2 separate regions of the Mus musculus genome follow, and region 2 is linked to region 1. The links are chromatin contacts, called in public promoter capture Hi-C maps. All regions are on one chromosome and are shown on one strand. The core of a region is the stretch at or near the end of the contact, and the rest is flanking DNA. Distances in the headings are between cores, read along the strand shown.

Region 1 (7,019 bases), core at 2,196-4,695:
CTTTTTTCTTTTTAATCCTCACTCCTGCGCTTGAGAACCTGTTGACTGACTGAGCAGGCTTGGTTAAAATAAAATAAAATAGGAACGGATGATTATGGATTATTACACTCTAGAAAAGTGTCTTTAACATGAGATAGCTCAAAACCAGTAGGAAGAAAAGAAGCAACTGGGAAGGAAAGGGGAAAGCACAAATTACTGAAGGTAGGTGTCTTAATCAGGGTTTCTACTCCTGCACAAACATCATGACCAAGAGGGGAGGAAAGGGTTTATTCAGCTTACAACTTCTAAAGTGCTGTTCATCACCAAAGGAAGTCAGGACTGGAACTCAAGCAGGTCAGGAAGCAGGAGCTGATGAGAGGTCATGTTCCTTACTGGCTTGCTTCCCCTGGCTTGCTCAGCTTGCTTTCTTAACCAAAGACTACCAGCCCAGGGATGCCACCATCCACAGGGGGCCCTCAAGCCTTGATCACTAATTGAGAAAATGCCTTACAGCTGGATCTCATGGAGGCACTTCCCCAACTGAAGCCCTTTCTCTGTGACAGATGGGGAAAGAGGCCATGGATAATCACCATGGCTTCTTCATTCAGAACGAAAGCCTAGTGGCCTTTTCCACTCTACTGACGTGCCCATGGTCAGTCCTGGACATGTCTCTGCTTGTGTGAAGCTTATTTGTTGGAGTTGGCCAATCCAAAATGAGAGGGGGACCCACCCTGTACCACTAAAAATATTTAAATGTTCAGTGAGAGTGGGTGAGGGGGACTTGGTTTTGAAAATCCCCTCTTCACTAGTGAGAGAATGTATATACTCTGTATATACTTTGGCTTTTAATAAAAGATGTTTGCTGTGATTCATTTCCAGTCTTTTAAATTCTTGGGAAATCACTGGGAAAAAAAAACTAAACCAAGCTAAGATCCCTAGATAGAAACTCTTGTGCTAATAGAAAGAAGCTTTGGGTCTGATACAGGCCTATAATCCTGCACTTGGGAGGCTAAGGCAGGAGGTTCTTGAACTTCCAGGTCAACATGGCAATATTGAGAAGAAAATCAAACTACGCTGGAATCAGACATCTGAAGGATGAGGTGTTATGGGTTGGGTTAACGAGTTAAAGAATTCCTTAAATAAAGCCGTGACATACTGAAAGTATTGGAAAAAGCAGTTCACAATGAAAATCTTTTTAAAGTGTAAATTTCAGGCCCTGACTGGAAAAGCTTGACCGCCTACAGGGATAAGGAATTGGGATTCCCCTTTAAAATCAGCCCAGGCCGTTCTGATGTCGTTGACCAGAGACTGGAACAACAGAGCATCGAGTTGAACAGGAGGCTAAAAGGAGAGGTCCACTGGGCAGGTAAAAGACGGTGTTCTGGCTGGGCTAGATAGTTGGCTTAGTGGTTAAGAGCACGGACTGCTCTTCTGAAGATCCTGAGTTCAAATCCCAGAAACCACATGGTGGCTCACTACCATCTGTAATGAGATCTGATGCCCTGATCTGGTGTGTCTGAAGACAGCTACAGTGTACTTAGATATAATAATAAATAAATCTTTTTTTTTTAAAAAAAAAGACGGTGTTCTTTCTAGAGAGAGAAAAGTCAAGTGTGCTGGCTAGTTCTTTGTCAGCCTGACCCAAGCTAGAGTCATGCGGAAAGAGGGAACCTCAACTGAGAAAACACTTCGTCGCATTGGGCATTCTTCTTGCTGCATGACTGATGTGGGCAATGACACCCCTGGGCAGGTGGGCTGCTCTTCCAGAGGGCCCAGGTTTAATTCTCAGTATCCACAGGGTGACTCAACAATTAACTCTGGTTCTAGACAACCTAGTAAGATCATTTTGTGGCCTTGCTCCAGGCACCATGTGTTGCATAAACATGCACTTAAAAGACCTATACACATAAAACAATTTTTAAAAAGGAAAGAAAGAAAAGCAAGCTAAGCAAACCAGTAACCACCATTATTCCAGTCTCTGATTCAGGCCTTGAGTTCCTGTCCTGACTTGTGATAGTGATAGTGCTTTGATAAATCTTGGTTCCCCCAAGTTGCTTTTGGTCATGTTTTATCACAGCAATAGAAAGCTAAGAGAACAAATACAACACTTAAAAAGGTGTTTGGCGAGGCCCATAGTACACAGGAAAATGTGGTTTTCAAACAGGTATTTCCTGCACTGTTTGGAGGGACAGATGAGAAGGCAGATCTGATTCCATGACAGGCTTCAAATTAGCAGTTTAGGAGACTAGGCCTAAGGTCAGGCAAATCAGTTACTAGAAGAAGAAGAAAAAAAAAGGCTTCAGGCAGTTAGTCAGAACTGCCCTGATATCTGAGACTGCCTGGCCACCTAGCCTGAGGTAAGGACAATGGGTCAGCAACAGTTTCCAGACTTCCTCTACAAAGATTTCTAGACTTCCCAGTAACAATGCCTAGAGATAAGTAAGATAAAGCTCTCCTACCCTGGAATTCCAATGTGCTTTCAATGGAGCCTGCGAGCTCATTTGCTTTTACTCTGTGTCTTTGTAATGGGGACGACCCCACCATGCTGAGCTACAGAATAAAACACACTTTGTGTTTACATACTATTTGAGTCCAGGGTGTCATTCTTCATGGACCCTTACAAGCTTCTGTTTTCCAGCAGATAAGGACACACTCCTTTGTTTTTTAAGGCACTGTATGTAGATAGTGCTTAGCCACTTCCACCTCTCCCCCCAACAGGAACCAAGACAAAAATCCCATCTTTCCTCTCTGCGAGGGCACAGTAACTCACCACAGTGGTGACCCTTCCCATTTATTGTAATAATTGTGCCATCGGAAAAACACACATCCAGGCATACAGTGGCTTTAGGGACTGCTGTTGACCTCAGACAGGCCTGGGTTTCCTCATAGGGAAGTGTTGTAAATAGCTGCAAACGCCAGTTAGGAGTTTCATTCTGACAGGGGGCTTCCCTGGCATACTTCACCGCTGCCATGACGGTCGCAACCAATCTTGAGTATGTTCCCAGAAGGTGTGGAGGGGATAAGCCAAATTTACTCGCCAATTAGGCGGTGATTACTTCACTTCAGCCTTTGGGATATTTCTACCCGCACTTTAAGGAACGAGGAGACTCCGGGTCTCGGAGATATGGCTCTGCTGTCAAGGAAGCTCACTGGCCATCCAGAGGTCCCTTCTAGGTCTCCAGCACCCATGTGGTGGCTCACAACCACCTGGGACTATGCTCCAGGGAATCATCGGCCCCTGCAGGCACACGGAACACTCAAATTCACGCAGACGCACAGGCATGTTGCCTGAAGCGTCACCTTCAGCGGCAGGGCTGAATCCGCACGGACCAAACCCGTTGGGCCAAACGCGGCGGAGACCTGTGCGCCACGTCTGGGCGGAGCCCCGTAGGCGAGAGCCCGCCCCCCGACGCTGGAGTGACGTCACGGGCGCCCGAAGATGACGCAGAGGTCCGTTTTACGGCTGCTGAGCGTCTGCGGCTGGGCTAGGAAGTGCACGCCACGCGCTGTCGTGAGAAGGTGGGGCGGGAGAGCGCGGGCGACCCGGGGAGACTTTGTGAGCTGCCGGACCCCAGCTTGGAGCGGCTGTGTGGGTCACCTCGGTCACCTGCTGCGCCACCTCTTAGCGTGGTTCCGAGAGCCAACGAGAGGCTTTTGTGATTGTAATTAAGGTGGCTGCGTGAGAAGTATAAGATGCAGACGGATAATTTACCTATATATATAATGCCCAGTATAGGGAGAACCCTTAAGATCAGGATCTGTTGGTGATTAAATGGCTTTATTTACAGTTGTACATTACCGAGCTGCTAATCTTAAGGCTATAACACGAAATTTGCTTGCTAGGTCATCCCTTTTCATGGCTCACTTGTTTTTCTTTCCTTTTCTTTTTTTTTTTTTTAATTTAAAATTGTGCGTGTGTGCGCGTGCAGCATGGTGAAGAAACAAAAAGGACCTTTCGGAAGTGGGTTCTCTCCTTCCATTATGTGAGTCCCGTGATCACACTTAGGTTTTCTGGTGTGATGGCAAGTTAGTTTCTCCACTGACCCATCTCGATGGCCCAAGTCAGTCTGAAGGGAGGGGAGGGGGACAAAGACAGGGACAGAGACATAAAATTCAATGGCTGACATGAATATCTGGACAAGACTGAATTTTGCCACTGGGAGCTTTTAAATTCAAAGTAGAAAAACTCCTTAATTATAGATTTTGTGTGGTGAGTTTTGTAGCTAGTTATAAAAATGACATTTTAAGAACTAAGTTATAGCCGGGCGTGTTGGCGCACGCCTTTGATCCCAGCACTCAGGAGGCAGAGGCAAGCAGATTTCTGAGTTCGAGGCCAGCCTGATCTACAAAGTGAGTTCCAGGACAGCAAGGGCTACAGAGAAACCCTGTCTCGAAAAAACAAAACAAACAAAAAAAACCTAAGTTATAGTCTTGTTATTCTACTGCTGTGAATTATGTTAGTAGATTATATTTTCTTGTGAGAAAATAGCAGTTACACGTGCTTGCTTTTTAGAGAAAAGGCAGCTTTTAAACAGACTTTTTTTTTTTTTTTTAATTTTAGGTATAGCAGTGTTTTACCTGCATGTATGTAAGTGCACCATGTTCGTGCCTGGTGTCTTCAAAGGCTGTGGGATCAGCCAGAACTGGAACTATGGACTGTATTGAGCTCCCCAGTTGGGTGCTGGTATGGAATCTGTGTCTTCTGAAAGAACAAGGACGGTTTAACTCCTGAGGTACATCCCCAGGTTCAAACTAGATTTTTGTAAAAATATGTATAATACATTAATGTGGAAAATTGGGCGCTTAACAAAATTTATTTGGGTATTCTGTGGTCTTCTGTAGGCAAAAATAGCAGGAGATACTCTACTGCAATAGCCTTTTTTTTTTCTTTTTCTTTCTTTCTTTTTCTTTTCTTCTCTTTTTTTTTTTTTTTTTTTTTTTAAAGATTTATTTATTTATTAGATGTAAGTACACTGTAGTTGTCTTCAGACACTCCAGAAGAGGGCATCAGATCTTGTTACAGATGGTTGTGAGCCACCATGTGGTTGCTGGGATTTGAACTCCGGACCTTCGGAAGAGCAGTCGGGTGCTCTTACCCACTGAGCCATCTCACCAGCCCCTTTTTTTTTTTTGAGACAGGTTTCTCTGTGTAGCCCTGGCTGTCCTGGAACTCACTTTGTAGACCAGACCAGGCTAGCCTCGAACTCAGAAATCTGTCTGCCTCTGCCTCCCGAGTGCTGGGACTAAAGGTGTGTGCCACCACGCCTGGCTACACTTATATCCCAAAATAAACTCATCCCCTATATCCTGTAGAACATACTATATGTAGATCATATGATTTGTTTAATGGCCATTTGTGGAAAATCATCTTTTGTGTACATAAAAGTTAGATTTATGGAAATATTTGTTTAAAAATACCCTAAGTATCAAAATAGTCTTGTTCTTTAAAATTTAATAGTTAGGAATCACATTTCAGTTTTTTTGTATCCTTTTTTGACTTTATGGGTTTAAGAAGGCCTTTTCTTTAACTCAGTTGGATAGTAATTAAATGACAAATTGAAGAGTAATTCTATTCTGAATCAGTAAGTAAACCGCTTAAGTATGAACAGGTAAAGAATTGGAATAATATGACACTTGATAAATCTTATTTTTCTCTGATATATGTTAATAGGATTCAGAGGAAAGTCTCCTTTGCCTTCAAGGAAACTAGGAGTTACCATATTTTTGTTAGCATTGATCCCTAGTGGTTTTTTTGTTTGCAGTTTTTTTGAGACAGAATCTCTGTGTGTAACCCTGGCTGTTCAGGTACTCTTTATATAGACCAGGTTGGTCTTACAGAGGTCCACCTGCCTCTGCTGGGATTAAAGGTGTGCTCCATCATGCCTGTTTTGTTTTGTTTTGTTTTTTTTGGGGGGGGGTTCTTTTTTTTTTTCTTTTATGTGAATGTCACATCCTTCCCACATATTTAAGTGTGATCCAGTGTTCATTGACTGTTGTCAAATTGCTTTTTTTTAATGTCATTGCTTTCAGCAAAGTTGCCACAGGTATTTTGTAAGTTTAGAGCTTCAGTTATATATCTATGCTACAGATTTTGTTTGTTTTAGTGACACAACGTACTGCTGTTACCAAAGGTACAATAGGAGATCATTTATTCTGAGCCAAATATGAGTGATCAGGTTTCAGGACCACAGATTTAGGTTACCCTAAAAATCATATCCCAAGGTAGAAGCAGGTCTATGAACTTGTACAGTTGAAAGACAAAGGACAGTAAAATATCAAGGCTTTTCAAATACATTGGTGAGAATTAGGTGGATTCCAGCAAATCAAGGGAAGTTTTCTTATAGGTTTGGGGTGGGATCAGATGATGTTTGTAGCTCTGGGCGTGGTGGGAGCTAAGGTGCTTATCCTCACAGATGCTTCAGGTGACAGCCACAAGGACATTGGGTGGACACAGGTAGGCAGTAAGCCTGCTTTCAGGAGAATCCAAGGTAGTTGATCTTTGAGTATGCAATATCCCCAATACCTAGTCTCCCGCACTTTCACCAGTCAGCTGTGCAGAACCTTAAATAGACAGCTCTTATCTGGGCACTTCCTTTCAGTTCATTGTTTTGCAATGCTGGGGACTGGACTCGGGTACACTGGCAAACGATCTGTCACTGACCTAGTTACCCAGCTGATGGTCATTTTTGCTAGTAGACAAGTTCCCTCCTCACCTCCTGACAACTCCCCTAACGTTTGACTTTTCTTTCTGTGTAGATTTCTCAGCCACCAATGTTTAGACAAACCTCAATAAAATGACTCTTCAGGAGTTGGTGCTTCGGACTGCCTCTGTCTATATGGATAGAACAGCTGTATGTTTTGACGAAGGCAATAACCAGCCTCCAGTGTGCTATTCCTACAAGGCTCTGTTGAGCGCGGCTTCAGAATTATCCCATTTTCTGATAGCACACTGTGACTTTGGAGGAATTCGGGAAATTGGTCTCTATTGTCAACCTGGGATAAACTTACCCTCCTGGATTTTAGGGTAATATTTCTAGTAT
Region 2 (7,019 bases), core at 3,024-5,523, 310 kb before region 1:
ACAGAGATTTGCCTGCCTCTCCCTCCTGAAGTGATGGGATTAAAGGTGTGTTTTTACCATATTCCATGATAAAATATTCTGGAAATATATATTTCATTATAAAGAGTTGCAAATAAAAGAAAGAAAGACAGACAGACAGACAGACAGACAGACAGAAAGAAAGAAAGAAAGAAAGAAAGAAAGAAAGAAAGAAAGAAAGAGGTATCGTTCTGTAGACCAGGCTAGCCTGGTATTTACTACGCTCTCCAGGCTGGCCTCAATTCTCTTTCCTCAGTTTTCCAAGTGTTGGGATTATAGGCATGAGCCACCACACTCTGTTCCAACCTAAGAATTTGAAAGAGATCCCAAGTCCTGGGCTATAGAACAAGATCTTGGCATAAGCACGAGAATTTGAGAGGGCATATGACATAGGGTGTGCTGGATAGTTTTATATCAACTTGATACAAGCTAGAGTCATCTGAAAGGAAGGAGCCTCAGTTGAGAAAATGCCTCCATAAGATCCAGCTGTAGGACATTCTCTTAATGAGTGATTGAAGCAGGATGGCCCAGCCCATTGTGTGTGGTGGTGGTCCTGGGTTGGCAGTCCTAGGCTCTGTAAGAAATCCGGCTGAGCAAGCCATGGGGAGCAAGCCAGTGAGCAGCTCTCCTCTATGGCCTCTGCATCAGCTCCTGCCTCCAGGTTCCTGCCCTGTGAGTTCCTGTCCTGCCTTCCTTCAAAGATGAACAGTGATATGAAAGTGTGAGCCAACGAAACACTCCCCCCGCCCCAACTTGGTTTTTAGTCATGGTGTTTCATCACAGCAATAGAAACCCTAAGACAGGTTGGTACCAGAGTAGTGGGGTATGGGTGTGACAGATCTGACCATGTTTTTTGGAGGATCGTAGAAGGACTTTGAACCTTTGGCCTAGAAAGCCACTGGGTGTTGAGAGCTCAGTGGCTGTCCTGTATGAACGTAGAAGATAAGAATGTTGAGAGCTGTGTAGATGGAGACCTGGCTTGTGAGATTTCGGAAGGAAACAAAGACTTTACTGGGCCCTTTGTGAGAAGAATGGGTGGTGTCTGGTCAGCTGATTATGAAGAACTGGCTGTGATTAACAAGAGGACCAGAGGCACTAAAGCAAAACCTCTGTCTTACGGGGACGATTGGTGCTGCTTAGCTAGAACTGGGGGAATTGGTGGTGGTTAAGTAGAGACCAGCACTGTTAGGGTGACATCTTCTGGACAGTGTTTCCAGTGAGCCAGCACACAGTAGGTGTGCTTAATACATGGCCAAGGCTGTATCTTGTGCTGGCTGCTGAGTTTGGTAACATATGAGTTACCCAAACGGTACTGATTTGGAAGGCACGGAGAGGTCAGCTAGGATGAGACTGTGCCAAACAGCTGTGCTGGTTTCACGACTCTTGCTGTTTCCAGTGGATGTGGCCGTGCCTGAGTTCTGTCCTGTGTCCCAGTGTTCACATTGTTACCCGATTACGGGTGTGGAGTATGGGGGACCAATGGGGCTGTGATCTCCAGTCTGTGGATTAACTTGCCAAATGAGTGTTTGTAGGCAGAATACACAGCCATGCATGTCACATGACACACACACACACACACACACACACACACACACACACACACAGCCAGAGGCTAAGGTTCTTTCTCTAGAAACCATTTTGCTTAAGTGAACACCTCTACTCACCAGGTTCCTACAATGTAGCTCTGGTTAGCTTAAAACTGGCGCTATAGACCAGGCTGGCATTGAACCTGTAGTAACACCCTGGTGTCTGCAACTCAAAGAGATGCTGGCTTCGGGTGGTTTTATTTTGTGGCCCAAACTTTCCTTCTGGGTGACTTAACGTTAGATCTTCGTTTCCTGTAGTACACTTCAGAGCTCTTGCTCGTTGGTGTGTGTGTTCTGAGACCAGCTGTCGAGTGGCTCAGTCAGGCCTCAAATTTGCTATGTCGCTGAGGTTGACCTAAACTCATGAGCTCCTGCCTCTACCTCCCAAGTGTGGTGATTACAGACGTGTGCTACTCAATCTGGCCTCTTGAGGTTCCTTTCTGTTATCATTGTTGCTGTCATTTGAGATGGGGTCTCACTATGTAGCCTTGGCTTATCTGGAATTAGAGACCAGACTGGCTATGGAACTGACAAGAGATCTGTCTGCTGCTGCCTCCTGAGAACTGGGGTGAACTTTGTGTGGTAACACCTGGCCTTTTCTGAGGGTTTTGACATAGCCTCTCAAAATAGATGTTGGGATTGATTTTGGCTGATGGCAACATGTGGAACATGTGCTAGTTGTGGGGTTTACGGAGGAGTGGGGTGTTCAGAGGGCTGGAGACGTGTTTGGGGTGTGGGGTTTGTGTGAAGTGTGCAGATACCGGGTCTTTCAGGGACGGGCTGGTGGTGTGCATGTGTGTGCACAGGAGGACAGGGGTAGGGTGGGGTGTGTACAATTTTGATGATGGCCAAGAATGAGGTGTGTGGAGAGTCGTGTGGAGGAAGCTGACAGTGTGTTGAGGGCTAGAGTGTTTGTGGCACTGGAAGGGCTGTGGGGATGTGTGGGATGTGTGGAAGGCTAGGGAATGGGGCGGTGTGGTCGGATCTGCTGGAGCGTTCGGAGTAGTAGTAGAACTTTATGTGGGATGTAGAGGAGGGGAAGGGTGGGTCTATTTGAGGGTGTATGGTCATGAGAGGCTCTGAGGATTGTGTTTGGGGTTTGTGGAGGGGTAGAGGGGTGCTGTATTGTGAGGTGTATGTGGGGAGGGGTACCTTTTTTTTTTTTTCTTTTTTGAAACAGGGTTTCTCTGTGCAACTCTCATTGTCCTAGAACTCAATCTGTATGTAGACCAGGCTGGCCTTGAACTCAGAGATCCACCTGCTTCTGCCTCCTGAGTTCTGACATTACATGTGAGTGTGTATATGTGGGTGAGTGGGTATGGGTGTGAGATTCTGTGTGAGAGTGTATGTGTGTGTGTGAGTGTGTGAGAATGTGTGAGTGTGCATGTATGTGTATGTGAGTGTGTATGATGTGTGTGTATATATACATGAGTATGTTTGAGAGTGAGTGTGAGTGAGTGAGTGTGTGTGTGCATTTAGAAGGTGGGTGGGAATGTGTGTTTGATGTGTGGAGAAGTGAAGGAGTACTGGGTTGTGTATTTGGTAGGCTGAAAGGGTGGGGGTCACTTGGGGAATGTGGTGGAGGGATGGTGGATTTTATGGTAATTGGGTGTGGAGAGTGTAGAGAGTATGTGTGGGGTGGAGAGGTAGCTTGTTTAGCTGTGGGAGTTTTTGTGTGGACAAGTGCATAGAAATAGCTACTCAACCCGGCATAGGCTATGCGTCGGGATATGGAAGTTTGGAGTGGTGGATCCTGAGGTAGGTGGTAGTTTTGTGGTGGGGTGGTTGTGGAATATGTGAGGGGCTGGAGGGTTGGGGTGGTGGTGATGTGTTTGAAGTGTGTGGAAGGGTGGTGAAGAAGGGGTTCTGGTTGTGGTCATCATATGTGTGGGGTAGGTGGAAGGGGTGAGGTGGGTGCTTGGAAAGTGGATGGTTGTGCACATGTGGAGGGTGAAGGGATGTCAAATTGTCTAGTGGGTATGGAGTCTGTCGGGGGAAGAGGTGTTTGGTGGTTTGAAAGTGTGGAAGGGGTCATTTGGGGTGTGTGGAGGAGGGGTGCTGGGTTGTGTAGTCTGTGGGTATGTAAGATGTGGGTTATCTGGAGTGTCGAAAGGATGTGTTTGGGGTATGTGAAAGAAAGAGGGGCTGTGCGGTGGAGGCACGTGTGACTTTTGAGGAAGAGTTAGGCTGTGGTAGAGTATGGTCGAGATGGGTTAGGCTAGGGTGTTTGAAGCACTTGAGGGGAGGAAAAGGCGTGAGGGGTGTCTGGAGGGGTTGGGTTGTGTGAGCAGGGTGTCTTGTGCTTGTGTGTTGAGTGTTTAGGTGGTGGATGTGTGGCGGGATCCGGTGGGGATATGCATGGGGTTTGTAGAGAGTTCAGGCGTGGTACTGTGTGAGGGTTGTGTGAAAGGTTGGGGGCATGGTTCACTTTTGTGAACTTTGTAGAGAGGTTTACAAAAAAAACCTTAGAAATCTGGAAGGCTTGTATGTATGTGTGTGTGTGTGTGTGCGGGTGTGCGCGTGTGTTTGTGTATGCCTCCCTTTTTCCCTGGCCAACCCTCCCTCTTCTTCTTCTTTCCCATCTCTTCCTTCTCCTGCAACTTCCGTTCCTCTTCCTCGCTCCCTTCTTCGGACTAGCCTCTAGCCCGCCCCTCGCCCCTCCCCCTTCGCACTCCCGCGCGGTGCCAGCGGGTGGCTACTTGACCACTGCTCTGTTCGCTGCACAGGAGAGCTCTCCCAGCAGAGCAGGAAGAAGAGCTTTAGTGATGCTGAGACTGGTGCTGTTGCTCCTGGTCACAGACTTTGCAGGTGATGCTCAAGTGGGTCTGGTGTCAAGGGACCAGCTTGGAGCTGAGAGCGCTGGGCTTGGGTAGTTAGGAGATGGGTTCGTGCCGTGCCGTTACTGGCGGTTCTGCCCCGTGGAGAGTGGTGGCCATGGAAGGTGAATGTGGGTCAAGCATCCTCTGCCGTTATAGTTGGGGCTTCCATTCTAGCTCCAACTAGATGTCACCCAGCCATCTGTTCTACCTTTCTTAAGCAGATTTTTCTGGACCTATATACGCAGTTGGATTGTATCCACGGCTCTGCTGAGGTTAACGGGGGATGTGCGGGACGTTCTTCCGGATGGCCTTGCCATCTATGGGAAAGCAGAGTTGAGGTCTTAACACTTATACTAAGTTTTCTGTTATTGAGTTTGGTGTACTGGCTCACACCTAAAATTCCAGCACTTAAGAAGCAGAGGCAGAGGGCTGGTGAGATGGCTCAGTGGGTAAGAGCACCCGACTGCTCTTCCGAAGGTCCAGAGTTCAAATCCCAGCAACCACATGGTGGCTCACAACCATCCGTAACAAGATCTGACTCCCCCTTCTGGTGTGTCTGAAGACAGCTACAGTGTACTTACATATAATAAATAAATCTTTAAAAAAAAAAAAAAAAAAAAGAAGCAGAGGCAGAAGGGCCATGTCCCCGTTTGCAACATAGCCAGTTCAAGACTAGCCTGGGCTCCGTCAGACCCCCTGTCTCAAAAGTTAAATCTGAGTTTTGAGTTTATTTGAAAAAAAAAATATCTTGGACGCACAGACAAAAAGCACTGTTAGTTACTTCCTGATACCTGTAACTTCTAAGTCAGTTTTCAAGAAACCTGATAGAAACAGAAGCAGATGTTCTGTGTATTTCTTAGAAGTCCCAGGCAGAAATGATGGAGGACCATCATTTCTTTTTTTAAAGAAGCATGGAGAGGGGCATCAGAGAGACTGTCATGTGTGGATAAACCACGAACCGCTTTTGGTTTTGGTCTTTGTGTCTTAAGTGTGTGCGCACCACATACATTTTTGTGTAGTGTACTCGTGTGTGTGTGTGTGTGTGTGTGTGTGTGTGTGTGTGTGTGTGTGTGTGTGTTGAAGGCATATGGAGGCTAGAGGTCAATACTGGTGTCTTCTATTGCTCCACATTATTTTTGAGACAGTGTCTCTTGCTGAACCTGTAGCTTGCCATTTCTGCTAGGCTGGCTGGCCAGTAATTCTTGGTATCCACCTGTCTCAGCCCCCTCCTAGTGTTAAGGTGTTGCAGACCCAAGTCCAGCTCTGGGTCCCGGGGATCAGAACTCTGTTTATAGCAAGCACTTCACTCATTGAGCCATCTCCCCAGCCTACCAACTGAACTGTTTCTCTCTCTCTCTCTCTCTCTCTCTCTCTCTCTCTCTCTCTCTCTCTCTCTCTCTCTCTCATTGGCTTAGGATACCTTCTTCTCTTATGACTCTCCATCTTATTTACACACTAAGATTTATGTATCTTTGATGGACAACTTACCTTAGTCATATTACAGCGTGAGTGTTTTCTCCTTACAGCCTCTCATGAGACTCTCGACTCTTCCGATTCTCAAATCATGAAGAGGTCACAGTTCCGAACAGTAAGTATGAGCCCCGTCCGTGTACTGTCTCTTCTCATGCAGTGAAGTGTTGAGCTGTTTTCAAGCTAGGCATGTCACTGCAGAAACCACACACAGCTGGCTTTGTAAGTCAGCATCTCTTGCTATTTCCCTGATCCAGGGAAGTGAGTATATACTTTTCTTTTCTCAAGATCCTCCTGAGTCCTAGGATGGCAGGTATGAGCCACCATGTCAGCTAGAAGTGTACCTTTCAGTCAGGAACGGCTCAGTCTTTGAAGGCCCCATAGATGTATTTGCTTTAACAATTCAAATTTTCTGAGGTATGATAGTTACTCTGTATATTAGATACTTCATATATTTTGTCATATTAAATTCTGTGGACATAAATGAAAGCAAAATGAGACAGTTTATTGAGAGCTGCGGTGTCAAGGGTCTGCCAGCATCATTTTCATTTGGGTAGAGACTCCCTGGCTGACAGAGGCAGGGGAAAGTGTGAAGGTGCAGAAAGAGGCATTGGGTGTGGCCTGGTGCAGGCTTTTGGCAAAGGAAACATTAGGCAGGCAACCTACAAGACTGGTTAGGGGTGCAGAGACAGTTTTACTTGGTTGGCCCTCACTCGCTATCTAGGACAAAAGTTAGGGAAACTGACAGTCATTAATCAAGACCTGGCCACTCAAATGGGTTATTTGGCTCCTTGGACTGGCTTGAGAGTCAGCAGTCTGACTTCTAACAAGTCAGAGGTAAGGAGGATGGGTTCCTCTGGATGATGCTTGACAGTGAAAATGCGTACAACCGTTCTGTACATAAAGAACGAGCAGGCACACGATCCAAACAGTTCCCACAGCGTCTGAAACTGTTCACTTGCGTGTCATAGAACCTTCAACTGTCCATGAGCTGGGAGGTTTGGCCATGCTGGAGACAGAGTGCTGGGATCATAGGTGTGCAGGACCTCCCCAGGCTTAGTGTTCTAGACTCCTGGGGTGGAGGTGAGGTTGCTGAGTAAAGGCTCGGCTGTCACTCTTCCAAGTT

What was found. Capture Hi-C pulls out chosen DNA fragments and counts their contacts.
Region 2: a promoter capture Hi-C map of liver shows a contact between it and region 1. The contact joins the promoter of Spink2 here to the promoter of Aasdh in region 1. A contact is called at or near these places in 3 of 39 promoter capture datasets (embryonic stem cells and neural stem cells), 4 of 484 Hi-C or Micro-C datasets (the AML12 cell line, bone marrow-derived macrophages, muscle stem cells and 1 more), 1 of 115 datasets of contacts at active chromatin or transcription factors (cardiomyocytes) and 4 of 9 other capture datasets (adipose tissue, embryonic stem cells, liver and 1 more).

The regions. Positions count from the first base shown.
Region 1 is chr5:76,901,902-76,908,920 of GRCm38.p6, reverse strand. Aasdh (aminoadipate-semialdehyde dehydrogenase) reads left to right here and starts at 3,445. Exons shown (of 16, transcript NM_173765.4): 1 at 3,445-3,498; 2 at 4,541-4,712; 3 at 6,736-7,003. The coding sequence starts at 6,774.
Region 2 is chr5:77,208,725-77,215,743 of GRCm38.p6, reverse strand. It overlaps Spink2 (serine peptidase inhibitor, Kazal type 2), which reads left to right and starts at 4,273. Exons shown (of 4, transcript NM_183284.3): 1 at 4,273-4,412; 2 at 5,950-6,011. The coding sequence starts at 4,370.